Linked DNA regions of Sus scrofa: region 2 is linked to region 1. Evidence: chromatin contacts called from public Hi-C data. All regions are on one chromosome and are shown on one strand. The core of a region is the stretch at or near the end of the contact, and the rest is flanking DNA. Distances in the headings are between cores, read along the strand shown. Region 1 holds the start of USP15 (ubiquitin carboxyl-terminal hydrolase 15). Region 2 holds the start of MON2 (protein MON2 homolog).

The links. A called contact is a pair of places that touch in the nucleus more often than the background predicts.
Region 2: a Hi-C map of skeletal muscle shows a contact between it and region 1, with 6 times the contacts expected there. The contact joins the promoter of MON2 here to the promoter of USP15 in region 1. A contact is called at or near these places in 3 of 47 Hi-C or Micro-C datasets (heart right ventricle, liver and skeletal muscle) and 1 of 2 datasets of contacts at active chromatin or transcription factors (alveolar macrophages).

The regions. Positions count from the first base shown.
Region 1 is chr5:26,960,812-26,967,357 of Sscrofa11.1, reverse strand. USP15 (ubiquitin carboxyl-terminal hydrolase 15) reads right to left here and starts at 2,978. Exons shown (of 21, transcript XM_003126341.6): 1 at 2,431-2,978. The coding sequence starts at 2,519.
Region 2 is chr5:27,123,463-27,130,008 of Sscrofa11.1, reverse strand. MON2 (protein MON2 homolog) reads right to left here and starts at 3,911. Exons shown (of 33, transcript XM_021091933.1): 1 at 3,363-3,911. The coding sequence starts at 3,393.

The sequences.
Region 1 (6,546 bases), core at 1,729-4,228:
TAAAAAGACATTAAAAACAGAAAGAAGTTTTTAACAAGTTTTAATGAGTTCAAAAAACATGAGCCCAAGTTACAACTAATTTATTAAGCATCTTTACCAGTTCTGTACTCATGGATACATTATCAAATTTGTGCTTATCAAATTACTCTTCTTAAACTCTGAATCAAACTTCTGATAATTCCTTTTTGGGCAGGTTTCACCTCCAAGTAACTGGCTCATATATAAACCAAACTAGTTTCTGCAGCATCCCAGTATCATCTTGTTTATTCATTTTTTCCTTTAAATAAGAGGGGAAATTAATTGTGAGGATCAACATTTGCACATTCTGCTGTTACCTAAATATCTGGTTTTCAGTTTCCTTTTCTTTCAAATGAAAGCACTGAAATGACTCAAATGTATAGACTTCTTGTATTTGCTCTTTTAAAGAGATCTTTAAAATGATTTACAGTAACTTTGGCAAAAAACAAAAATGCTGAATTTTAAAGTTTAATGTTCATAATACACATAGTACTCCTAACATCCTGCAGTGTCAACACCACCAATTATTACACAGTATACCAATGTTAATACAACATTTAATGTCAACACAACATTAAACCCAATAAACATAAGTAATATCCAAATAAGTATCTCTAAATTTTAGATTTCTATTTTGTGGAAATCTACATTTATCTTTTTATGAGGTGGTAACAGGCAAAGTAAATTAAGAATCTGAAATTTTTTAAGTTCTTTTTTTTTTTTTTTTCAGCATTCAGTGGGATTCCCAGATCAGGGATTGGACCCTGGGCTGCAACAGTGCAAGTGCCAAGTCCTAATCACTAGATCACCAGGGAACTCCCTAAAGTGCCCTTTAACAAACAATAAGAAGCAAGCATTCATTTCATCTGTAAGGATCCATAGGGCAAGGCAAACATAAATGTCCTAGGAAAAGTCCAATTTCCCCACAGTAATAAACGCCTGGAGGCACACATTGGAAGAACACTCCAATATGCACAACAATGATTTTTAAGTCTGATTTTTTTTTTTCTGTAATGCAACAAAAATATATTTACACCCTCAGGGATCATATAAACATAGTATGCAGCCTAACAAAGTAGGATAAAAGTACCAAGACTTACATCAAAGTATTAAAATTCAAGTCCCATGTCTGCCATCTATTTAGCTTACTTGAAAATGATCCTAATACCTTGGCATTTTATCAGAAATGACAGTGATAAGATAACTAAGATTTAATTTCTCATAAACAGAAAATCTTTTAGAACATTTCACTGAAGTCAAGTAAACTCCTATAATGAAATTATTCTTGTCCACTTCATAGATGAAGATACGAAGGTGCAATGGTTTAAATTAACCTTCCTCAAAGTCATACTGCAAGTTAAGTGGTGGAAAGGTAACCTAACGCGGGTCTAAATCTTAGGCTCCTTCCACTAAGCAATATTGAGTAAACGAAAAAACACTCCGCAAATTATATGCCACTGTTACGGTGAAGATGGGAAGTGAAAATTTTTATTGTAATAAAGCAGTACATTAGCCTTCCTAATAAAACACAGCATTTGTGTTACATATTCACATAACTGAAGTTATTCTGGATATCACTTGATATGGCCCACAAACATTAAAATCACCAAATACTTCGTTCAGTATTTCAAACTGTAGCATTTCGTATTTCATAAGTTTGAATGTTAGCAAGTGACTTAAGCCTCAAGTAGACTTATCTACATTTTGCAGGCCTATGTTATCCTTCAAACCGGAGGGAAAGGCTGCACTTCTAAAAGAAACGCTGCCGGAGTCTATCCAGCCTCCACTAAAGCACAGGACCACGTGGTATCTATCACTCAGAAGCCTAAGGTTCCCGACTCCTCTCCCTCCTTTTGACAAGGAACCAGAAACTAAGGTTCCTCTCTCTTAAGTGGCGCCCTGACACATGCCACCTGTGCAGTACGAACCGCAGACATCCTGCAGTCGGCCTCCCGGAAGAATACGAGAATCAGAACAGGGAACTTGGATGTCGACAATGCCGGGAAAGGAAATGACTAAAGAAGTAAAGAGGGTGAGATCGCGATCCACCGTGGGACCAAGACCTGTCAAACATTAAGAGACTCGCACCCAACGACTGTAACCTATCCTTTGGGAAGGCCTGAGGTGGGAGCGGCACTACCAGAGGAAAAAGGACGAAGAGAACTGCACGAGCCGCCGCCGCCGCTCCCCGCAAGGCTCCCAGCATGCCCCGACGAGCCACGAACCCCGGCCCTCATTTCAGGTCCGATCTTTGCCCCAATCTTTCCGGAGCGGCCAAAATCCTGCTGCCCGAAGGCGGCCGCCGCCGGACCTGCCCGCACCTGTCACCAGCGAAAGACACCAGCCCGCAGTTCCCGCCCAGTTCTCCACCACCCTCGGGCAACCACAGCCATCTCAGTCGCTTTCCCTTACCAGGTGTCTCCTTTCCGGAGGGAGGTTTTGAGCAGCGTCGCGATGTCAGACCGCTGGATGTCCAGATCTGCCGCTCCGCCTTCCGCCATCTTCTTCCACTAGCGGTAGCGGAGGCGGCAGCGACAGCGGCGGCACGCTCCAGAGCATTGTGGGAATGGCGTCCCGCGGCCCCTCCCAGTCAGCAGGTCGAAACCAAAAGAGACGTAAGGGTGGGGGGGTGCGCCTGCAGACAAGAGTTGGCTCCGGGCGGAGTGAGTGCATTGCCATGGTCTGCTGCTCCCCATCGGCCCCCGCCGTCCAGCAGCTCGCCTCGGCCTCCTCCGGCCGGGGACCGCCTGGTTTTAAGTCTCCTCTCTAGGGCCTCGGTCCTCTCTCGCTTGAGCGGTGCTACCGCCCGATCCATCCTCGACTTCTGCCTTCCCCTCCCTCTTTCCCACAGACGCCTGAAAACCCTTATTTGCGCATTCACTCACGCTTGAGGGTGGGGCGAGGCGGGGGGCGTGGGGACGACTAAAATATGGCAGAGGATTTCAGCAACTCCGTGACTCGAGTCTTTCGTTGCGAGTCGCAGAACCTAAACTCAATGAATTTTGGACCAAATGGAGAACAATCCGAAACCGAACGCTTAGCCGCAGTGCTCTTTCTGGGCTCTTCCTTGCGCTTCTACTATTGCTGTAGGTGGAGACCTTTTATAGGCTCTTTGTGACGCCTCCCCAGGCACACCCTGGCAGCTAAGCTGCAATGAAAAACATGTTCCAGTTCCTCAGTGAACAGGGTGTGAAATATATATCGAATAATGCCGGGTACTAAAGGGAGAAAAGATGGGCGAGAAACTCTCCTCAATGTTATGAAGTCATATATTCTTATCTTCCCATAATGTATACACCTGAAGCTAGATAATACCTATTATTTGACGCCAATTACTTTATAAATGGGGAAATCGAGTCTCAGAAATCAAATGCTAAGGTCATGCCGTAAGTGGACAGGCAAGTTTATACCCAACCCGTCGGCTGTCTATTCACTATAATACACCCATTACTTCTCCTTATGAAAGCTTGAACTAAAAGGTAAACTGGGTTATGCTAGCTTTTTTTTTTTTTTTTAACCTTTTACAACTGGTGCCTAGCACAATGCTGCCTAACACATAAGAACTACCTAAATATGTGTTTAATTAATGAATTGTGGCAAACTGCTTAAGTAGTTCCAAGCATGAAGATGTCCAGAGATTTGACTTTAAGATAACGTGATGTGAAAAGGCTAAAGATGAATAAGAATTCCTACATAATCTCTCTTTTTTTACTTATTTTCGACCTCTACCATAACTCATTTGGTGGGAATGCAGTAAATGGGTGCAATATGCTAGTAAGAAGTGCTGACCCCTTCCAAGTTACGGTAATGTATATTGGCATTATAATTTGCATATAGCAACATTATGATTGCTTATTTCCTTTAAAATAATACTATTTTGCACTTTCGTGTTATCCTTGATTTGAAATTCTGAAACAGCTTCCAGGTACTGTATTGCTTGTACTATTTGACTTTTCTTTTGACAGGTTAAAATAAACATAATTTGTTTAACTATGAGTATCATCAAAGGGTCACACCTCCCTTCTTTCCCACTCAACCTCTGAAAGAGAGCGTAGTATTTTCCTAAGAGAGGCAGCATGGTATGGGAAGAATAGTGACTTCATGTTCAAAACTTCACTTCAACCTCTAGTTGCAAAGCATTTAACTTATAGTTTAGTCATTAGGTAATACTTATGTTAAAGAATTTTTCTGCAGATTAAGCAAGACAATGGTGTCTATTCCTGGAACATAATAACCAATCAATAAACAACTAATCTTTTTCACTGTTGGCAGGATGAATTGTAATGGTGTGTAAATTATATCTCAATAAAACTGTTGGAAGAAGTTACTTTGAAGGTAAACATACTCTATTGTTTATAAATATAATTGAGGACTGATACCTCAGGCACACTCATGCTGTTCAGTTCCCTTTCAAAGTGCATTGGTAATATGTCGAAATCTGTATCCATGAAACAAAATAAAATAACCTCTTCTTCATTTGCACCGTGTTCAAGGTAATGAGGTAAAAGGATAAGATGTATAAAAGTTCAATGTCAATTTGAATTATATGTCAGATTGATGAGGTCATTTTGTAGACCTAACTAGTTGCTTTCAGAGTCAAGAAAGAAATAACAGTCACAATATTTTATTTAACGAGCACTTATAAAGTGCTAAATCAGATTCTAAACACTTTAAAGTATTATTTTGATCCTCACAACTCTATGAGGTAGGTATTATTATTATTCCCATTCTGTAGATGAGGAATTGAAGCAAGTGGCGGAACCCACATTTGAAACCAAGCATTCTAGCTCCACAATCTAGGAGTTGGGTGGGTTTTTATTTTTCTACTAAGCTTGATGGTCTTTTTTTTTCTTTTGAAATTTATTCTATACTTTATCCCATTTTGTATGGCTTTCATATTTACAATTTAGTATTATCTATTACATTTCAATTTTTCTTTAAAAATTAGCATTATATTAAAATTGTGTATGTTAGGCAACTAAAACTTATAGAGAAGAAAGCTGTATATACCATTAAATATTTTATATAGCATAATAAAAAGAATAACAACTGATAAGAATAACAAAAATAATACACTCTCTGAAAATAAGTAAAATATAAAATGCATAAATTGGTTAAAAAACAGTGTAACTATATAAATATGTCCTCTCAATTTGTTACATCTTATTGATTCTTCAATATAGGCATTATACCATTCTAGGTGATGAGATAAGCAAGACATTATAGACTTTACATTGTACCATGGAGAGAAATGGTTATTAATAATACAATTGGAGAACTGTATTATTTAATTATACAGTTGCATTATTTAATTATAATTATCATAAGTTCTTTGATGGAGAGGAAATCAGAATTAGATCTAAGAAGACTTCAGCATTCCAAGAATGATGTCAAATGACCCCCTTCACGGTGGATTATGCACTTATTTACTATGAGATATATTTCTTCTCCAGAGATTCCTTGTTTGTGTATCAATTGTAGATTTTTGGTTTGCGGTTATTCTGAAGTTTTGATGTAAGAGTCTATATGTATATGAGATTGTTTTAAGGTGTTGTTCTCTTAATTGCAATTTCATCTCCAGTGTCCTGCATTTTTACACACCTCTGCTCATGATTTCTGATTTTGGTGGTATATTTGTGCATGGATGACTTAGTATTTTTACTGTTTTTATACCTTTACTGGTGAGCCTTGTCATTTGTGGAATTTTTGTTTCCTATTGAGCTGTCTTTTCTTTTCTGCCTAGAGAAGTTCCTTTAGTATTTGTTGTAAGGCTGGTTTAGTGTTGCTGTATTCCCTAAGCTTTTGCTTATCTGTGAAGGTTTTGATTTCTCCTTCAAATCTGAATGAAAGCCTTGCTGGGTAGAGTAATCTTGGTTGGAGGTTTTTTTCTTTTATCACGTTGAGTATACCATGCCACTCCCTCCTGGCCTGCAGAGTTTCTGCTGAAAAATCTGCTGATAACCTTATTGGGGTTCCCTTGTATGTTACTTGTTTCTTTTCCCTAGCTGCTTTCAAGATTTTCTCTTTGTCTTTAATGTTGGTTAGTTTGATTAATATGTGTCTCGGTATATTCCTCCTTGGGTTTATTTTATATGGTACTCGTTGTGCTTCCTGGATTTGAGTGAGTGGTTCCTTTCCCATGTGAGGGAAATTTTCGGCTATTATCTCTTGGAATATGTTTTCTGTCCCCTTCTCTCTCTCTTCTCCTTCTGGCACCCCTATAATACAGATATTGGTGCATTTAATGTTGTCCCAGAGTTCTCTGAAACTCTCTTCATTTGTTTTCAATCTTTTTTCTCTTTTCTGTTCTGCATTCGTAATTTCTTCTAATCTGTCCTCCACCTAAAGCTTATTCGTTCTTCTGCCTCCTGTATTCTGCTGTTAGCTGCTTCTAGTGAATTTTTTATTTGTTATTGTATTTTGCATCTCTTAAGTTTGATATTTTGTATCTCTTCGGTCAGTGTTTCCTGTAAGTTATCCATCTTTGCCTCCAGTTTATTTCCAATGTCTTGCATCATCTTCAGCATC
Region 2 (6,546 bases), core at 2,662-5,161, 160 kb before region 1:
TAGATTATAAGAAAGGTCACTATGTCCTGGTTATTTTACCTGCTAAACCTCTCTATACTCTCTCTTTCACCCATGTCTACTACCATACTAGCAACTCTGTCTACCTCCACTGCTACCTCAATGCGGACAACCATTTCTTTATAAAATACGCTCTTTTTGCCTCAATCTCAATTCCTGCTAATTCCTCCCACCAGTACTATTATGGCAATATTACTAAATATCAATTTGATCATATTACTTCCTCTTAAAAATCCTTAACAGTTCCCAATCACTTTCAGCCTGAAATTTATTTTACTTGGAATACAAACATGTGCTACTTCCTCTGCCTAGAATGACCTCCCTTCTTCTGCTGACTAGCTTCTACTCATAAAGACTCAGCTCAAGAATTAATAACTCTCTTTGATGACACGTCTAGGCTCAATTAGATGCCCTTCATTTGTTCCTACAAAGTACTGCCTGCAAACAGAAATGACCAAAAAGGCTTTCTTTGATAAATATATAAACATAAAACCTCAGAGGTTACTGCCTCTGAAGGCCACTAAATGAATACCAGTTACATAGAAGAGATATTACAAAGCTTTAATATAATTTTTAAGATAAAGAAAAAAGTTTTCGAATAACTATTCCAGAATAAATTAGCTAGTGCACTTGTGCTGGGAAAAAAAAAAAAAAGTTACACCGCTGAAACATGAAGATTTATATTTAAGGAAAACAAGAATGGGGGAAAAAGAGGAAGGAATGTATTGCTGTTATTATTATTTAATTACTACCTTCATTATAAAATGACAGAATAGAATTGAAGCCACTATAAAAATAATTTAATATACAAACTGTTTTGCAAATGAAAACAATTAACATAAAGAAAACTATGTAGAAAATCCAAAGATAATAAACATCAGTAAAGCATTATCTGTTATCAATATTCTTCTGTTTTTCTAATAGATTTGAAATCTTTATAAATCCAGCTTATCATTCATTAAGAATAAAGTTAAGAGTCTAGCACTATGGCCAAAAAGATAGAAATTATTAAAACTTAAAGACTAAACACAGAATGTCTCACTTCATTCTCTCTTGTTGAAAAAGTAAAGGAGAAGGAGACAACACTTCCAAAGCACATACGCAGTTAGCATTGCAGTATATTAAGTTCTTGAGTAGGCATCTCAGTAATTCAGAATGAGTATTTCTCAGATGATATTTATAAAGATACTGGGAGAGTGCTAACTAGCAAACTAAAATACAGATGGAAAAGCTTCTTATACTTAAAAGGCTTTGCCTTAGTATCTACCACCCCCCCAATAATAAATAAATAAAACAAAATTTACCAATTCTTTTAAGAATAAAACCCAAAATATAGAATTGCTATCAAATTACCAGGGAAAACTTAATCCAACCAAAATATTTCTTTAAAGTCACGCTTCCCTCCTAAAAAACCATCACTATTAGGCAATTACTTCACTCTTGCTTTAAATTTATGACAGTCAAGGTTATTTTTCAATTTCTAAAGGAGCGCCCTAACATATAAGAAGTACCATTGGTTAAGGAGTCAAAGTTCTTACATCCAACAAATTCTCATGGAGAGTGTACTGTACACATAATTATCTATCAGAGATAATCACACCAAAAATTACTTTGCCATAACCTCAAAGATAGATGCAGTTATTAAATATTTGTTTAGCCAAGGTTCATGTAAAAAACTAACAAGCTTTATTAAAGTTTCTAGATTAGAAATGGATTGAGTTTTAGAATTTTGTCAGTTAACTTGGAATGCATTTTCCATACAAATAATAAACAGCAATTAAATTCCCAAGCTAGCCCACAAAGGCTGTAATATAGAGAAATCATTGTTTTTATATGGATTACAAGAACTGGGAATAGTTCTATAAATTATTATTAAAATTACAAATAGGATTTGACATTTTCTAAATGAGAGAGCATTTTCTTATATTTAAAACAGCCAGACTATTTCTTTAAAATTTTAAAACAGCCAAATAACCAAATTCCTTAAAATTCCTTGTTATAACTTCCATCTTAGAGAAAATAATGAAAATCAGTATCAAAGCAAACTATTAAATAAACTATTGAAGTAAAACATCATAATAAACTATTGAAATAAAACATCAAAATAGTCATCTTTCCAAAAGTGGCACATCCGGTTTCAACACTGGGTAATATTTGCTTACACTACTAAAAAAAAAATATTAGATGGAGTCCGTGGAAAACTGCTAAGACCAAGCACTTACGGAAAAATTAAGGTTCCTTAGAAGCCTAAAATCCAAATTTTATTGTGTAAGTTCTAATCACACAATCTTTATAATAATAGAGGCAAAATATTTAATAAGAAAATATTTCAAAATTCCTTGGTCAACTTTTAGAGCAAAAAGTAAAAGAAACTGCAGGTACCACAAACTACATCAAATAGGAATAAAAATAAAATAATTGTTCTTAAAAAAATGTCACTGAAATATCTTATTTTAGAAATGAGAAAAGAAACTAAGCAGCGTTTTTGAAGTTTAAGAGAAATAAAATGGCATCTAGGAGAAAAAGCCAAGAGTGACTAATGCTAACCACTGCAATTCAGGAAATATTTGGAGAATTTAATTCGTATATATTATTAACTTGGGCCTCTTTGATAATATGCTTTTCTGCTCTAATTATCTTCTCATCATAATCTAATAAATCCAGCCTTTAACTCTATTTTACACCTGAAAGAAAACTGGAGCTCAAAGAGGTTAAGCTGTGTTGCCGTATTGACAGCACTTAAATTCAGGTGTATTCTATTTGACTCTAAGCCTATTCTTCCCAGTAGTATACTGCTCATAACATGGCTTAACTTGGTTACTGTGACTCTTCAATATTTGTCCTAAGTGTCTCTGTATAATTTATAAATACTTCATGATACAGATACAGAGTTCAAGCTGCATGACACACGACAAGAAGGAAAGCTACTTCCGATTGAGTGATACATACTATAAACGTGAGGGGCAGAGACTGTACCACAACTATGGTTATTAGTTTTTGGAAGCCACAAGCATAAGAGTATCAATCCTGGCTTGGCCAGTTTCGAGTCGAAAAAAGCCAGAAAAGGGGAGGGTACCATCCACCTAGCTGAATTCTCTGAACTGGCTCACTCTGCGAACTTCATTCCTAAATCTGGTGGCTAGGGCAGCAGAGAAAATCAAAGCACCTCAGAGCTCGCCAAAGAAAACTCTGAAAACGCTTGTGAAATAACCCACCCGCTCGAAAATCTGGAAAGGTGAGGGCCAAATGAGAATTACACAGGACTGGAGGACAGGAGTGAAGGGCTGGGTCTAACAGGACCGGGTATGCTCACCGTGCCTGCTCCGTCGTCGCCTGAAGCTTACCTCCTTGACAGGTGGGAATTTCTTCTTGCATTCCAGGGACAAGGCCCGTAAGTCGCTCTGCATATTCTCCAGCAGCTTCTTAACTGCTTCGGGGCTGTTAGTGCCCGACATGATCCACCAAGCTCCGTGCCAATTTCTGAAAGGCGCAAACCAACTCCGACACCGTCAGCTCTTTGGAACCACAGGCAGCTCCGTCCAGGCACCTCCGGCCCTGGGGCAGTCCACCTCTTGGGCTCCAACGGGGCTCGACGGGGCCTGGGCTGCGAGCCGAGCGCCCCCCGCAGCCTCGTCGCAACTCCTCCGGCTCTTACCCGAGGGGCCCCCGCAGTCGCCCTGCCCCGTGAGTCTCCGCCAGCTCCGGCCGAGGAGCCCACAAGGCGGGCAGGTCCCTCTCGCTGACGCAGGACTGGCCACACGGGTTGTCACCAGCCAACCTGGCGAGAAGCTTCAGCGCCGGCTCCTAAGAGCCCCGAGACTCGCCGACGCCATTAGCCGAGTCGCCCACAATTCCGAGCGCGGCCGGGACACGTCAGCTGCACTTCCGGGCACCGTGGCCACCGCCTCCGCGGCGGCCAACCCGAGAGGCGAGCCTCAGGATGGGCGTGGCCAGAGGCGTGGTCACGCTCTGGGCGGGCCAAGATCAGGGCGGGGACGGTTTTCCCGACCTCTCCTGGCAACATAACCGGCTTAGGGCACAATTTCCCTCGAGATTCGCTTCCTTTTCCGTGACAAGCGTCTGAACAGAGCCCCGGTTGCCCCTTGTTGTATCTCTTTGCGCATGTTTGTGTTAAATTGTATTTCGGTTTAAACGGTTTGCTTCCTTTTGGATTAATCTTCATATGTCTTGTCCTTCTTCATTCCTGCCCTCCCTGGAATTTCGGGGCTAGGGGCCCACCCCAAAACAACCGTTAAATTTTTGCACTTCCTCCACAGAGTTGTACAAAGCATGCTTGGCGCACCTACTAAGGAGCATTCACTTATTTTCCTAATCTGTAAAATGGAAAATTAAACTGCCCAAGCCCTCCGGTGGTTTTCCATTTTACTCAAAGTAAAAGCCAAAATTCCTCCGTTCACTTACTTGGCGCTCTTCACGATCAGTCCCACCGCCTTTACTTAAGATCTGTATCCCCCGCTAAAAGGAAAATTTCAGAAATGTTGGAATTTTTTTTTCTATTCCCTGCTCTATCTCCAGTGTCTAGAACAGTGCTTGGCATATGATAGGTGATCAATAAATATTTGTTGAATGAATAACTACTCTAATTAATAAAAACCGAGTTTTGATGCTCAAATAAGGAATCCGTATAAAAGCCTTCATTAGCTCTGAAGTGCCAAATACATGTGAGGCCAAGATAAGTAGAAAAATCGGAGTTCCCGTCGTGGCGCAGTGGTTAACGAATCCGACTAGGAACCATGAGATTGAAGGTTCGGTCCCTGCCCTTGCTCAGTGGGTTAACGATCCAGCGTTGCCGTGAGCTGTGGTGTAGGTTGCAGACACGGCTCGGATCCTGCGTTGCTGTGGCTCTGGTAGGCCGGGGACTACAGCTCCGATTCGACCCCTAGCCTGGGAACCTGCATATGCTGCAGGAGCGGCCCAAAGAAATAGCAAAAAGACCAAAAAAAAAAAAAAAAAAATCGTCTGTGCTTCCCTGAAGATTCAGGTCAGTACACAGATTTCGCAGATACTGAGCAGGAAGCAAAGAAAAGTCGATGGAAAGCCTGAACCAGGGTAGAGGCAGGAGATGAAGAAATGAAAACCTTCAGACAACTGAACTGATGACACCTTTGCAAGATGGAAGACAGGGACCTCTGAGACTGTTGGTGAGCAGTGATGTGTGTTTGTAAAATAAGAAGGCCTTGCTGCACAAGTACTTCGTAAACTAATTTCTTTCTTTTTTTTTTTCCCCTTGACACAAAGCAAAGCAATGATGGGTTAAGGTGGCAGATGAAATAATAGTAGGGAGGTCCTAAAACAGTAGTTTGGATCATTGGTGCCTTTTTCACGACTTCTGGGAAACTTGACAGCTGTATAAAAGATGCAAATTTCTGGAGTTCCCGTTGTGGCTCAGTGGTTAATGAATCCGACTAGGAACCATGAGATTGTGGGTTCGATCCCTGGCCTTGCTCAGTGGGTTAAGGATCTGGTGTTGCCTGAGCTGTGGTGTAGGTTGCAGACGCAGCTCGGATCCCGTATTGCTGTGGCTATGGCGTATGCTGGCGGCTACAGCTCTGATTTGACCCCTAGCCTGGGAACCTCCATATGCCATGGGAGTGGCCCTAGAAAAGGCAAAAAGACAAAAAAAAAAAAAAAAATGCTAATTTCAGAGTTTGAGCTGTGGGGCAGTAGATTAAAAAACTCCAACTGTAGCAGTTCAGGTCGTGTAGAGAAGTGGCTCCATCCCAGGGCCACCCCAGTGGGTTGAAGAATCAGATGTGGCATAGGTCTTGGCGGAAGCTTGGACTCAATCCCTGGCCCAGGAACTACAATATGCCATGGGTAGAGTTGTAAATTTTTTTTTTTTTTTTTTTTGTCTTTTTGCCATTTCTTTGGCCGCTCCCACGGCATATGGAGGTTCCCAGGCTAGGGGTCAAACTGGAGCTGTAGCCGCCAGCCTATGCCAGAGCCACAGCAACGCAGGATCAGAGCCACCTCTGCAACCTACACCACAGCTCAAGACAGCGCCGGATCCTTAACCCACTGAGCAAGGCCAGGGATCGAACCCACAACTTCATGGTTACTAGTCAGATTTGTTGACCACTACACCACAACGGGAATTCCAGAGCTGTAAAATTAAAAAAAAAAAAAAAAAAAGATGTGAATTTAGGGGGGAAAAAAAAACCTTGGCAGAATATATGAATATGCTGCAGACATTATTCCTGAGGTCCCGGGGAGCTTTTAAAAATGAAACCTCCGATAACTGGCCTAGTAATCAAGATCCATCCAATGCCTTTTCCCATGTAGCCAATTTTTATATAGAAATTTAATTTTTTATTACTAGTAACTTTGGCTTGATTCACTCTTAATCATCTTAGAATCTTTTACATCTCTGTTATACATAGTTAGGGAAATGCAATCGGAATTCATTAATTAAAAACAACATTTATAGTTACTTGAAAAGCTAAAAAAAAAAACTTTTTTGGCCACACCCAAGGCATGTGGAAATTCCCAGGCCAAGAATCAAACCCA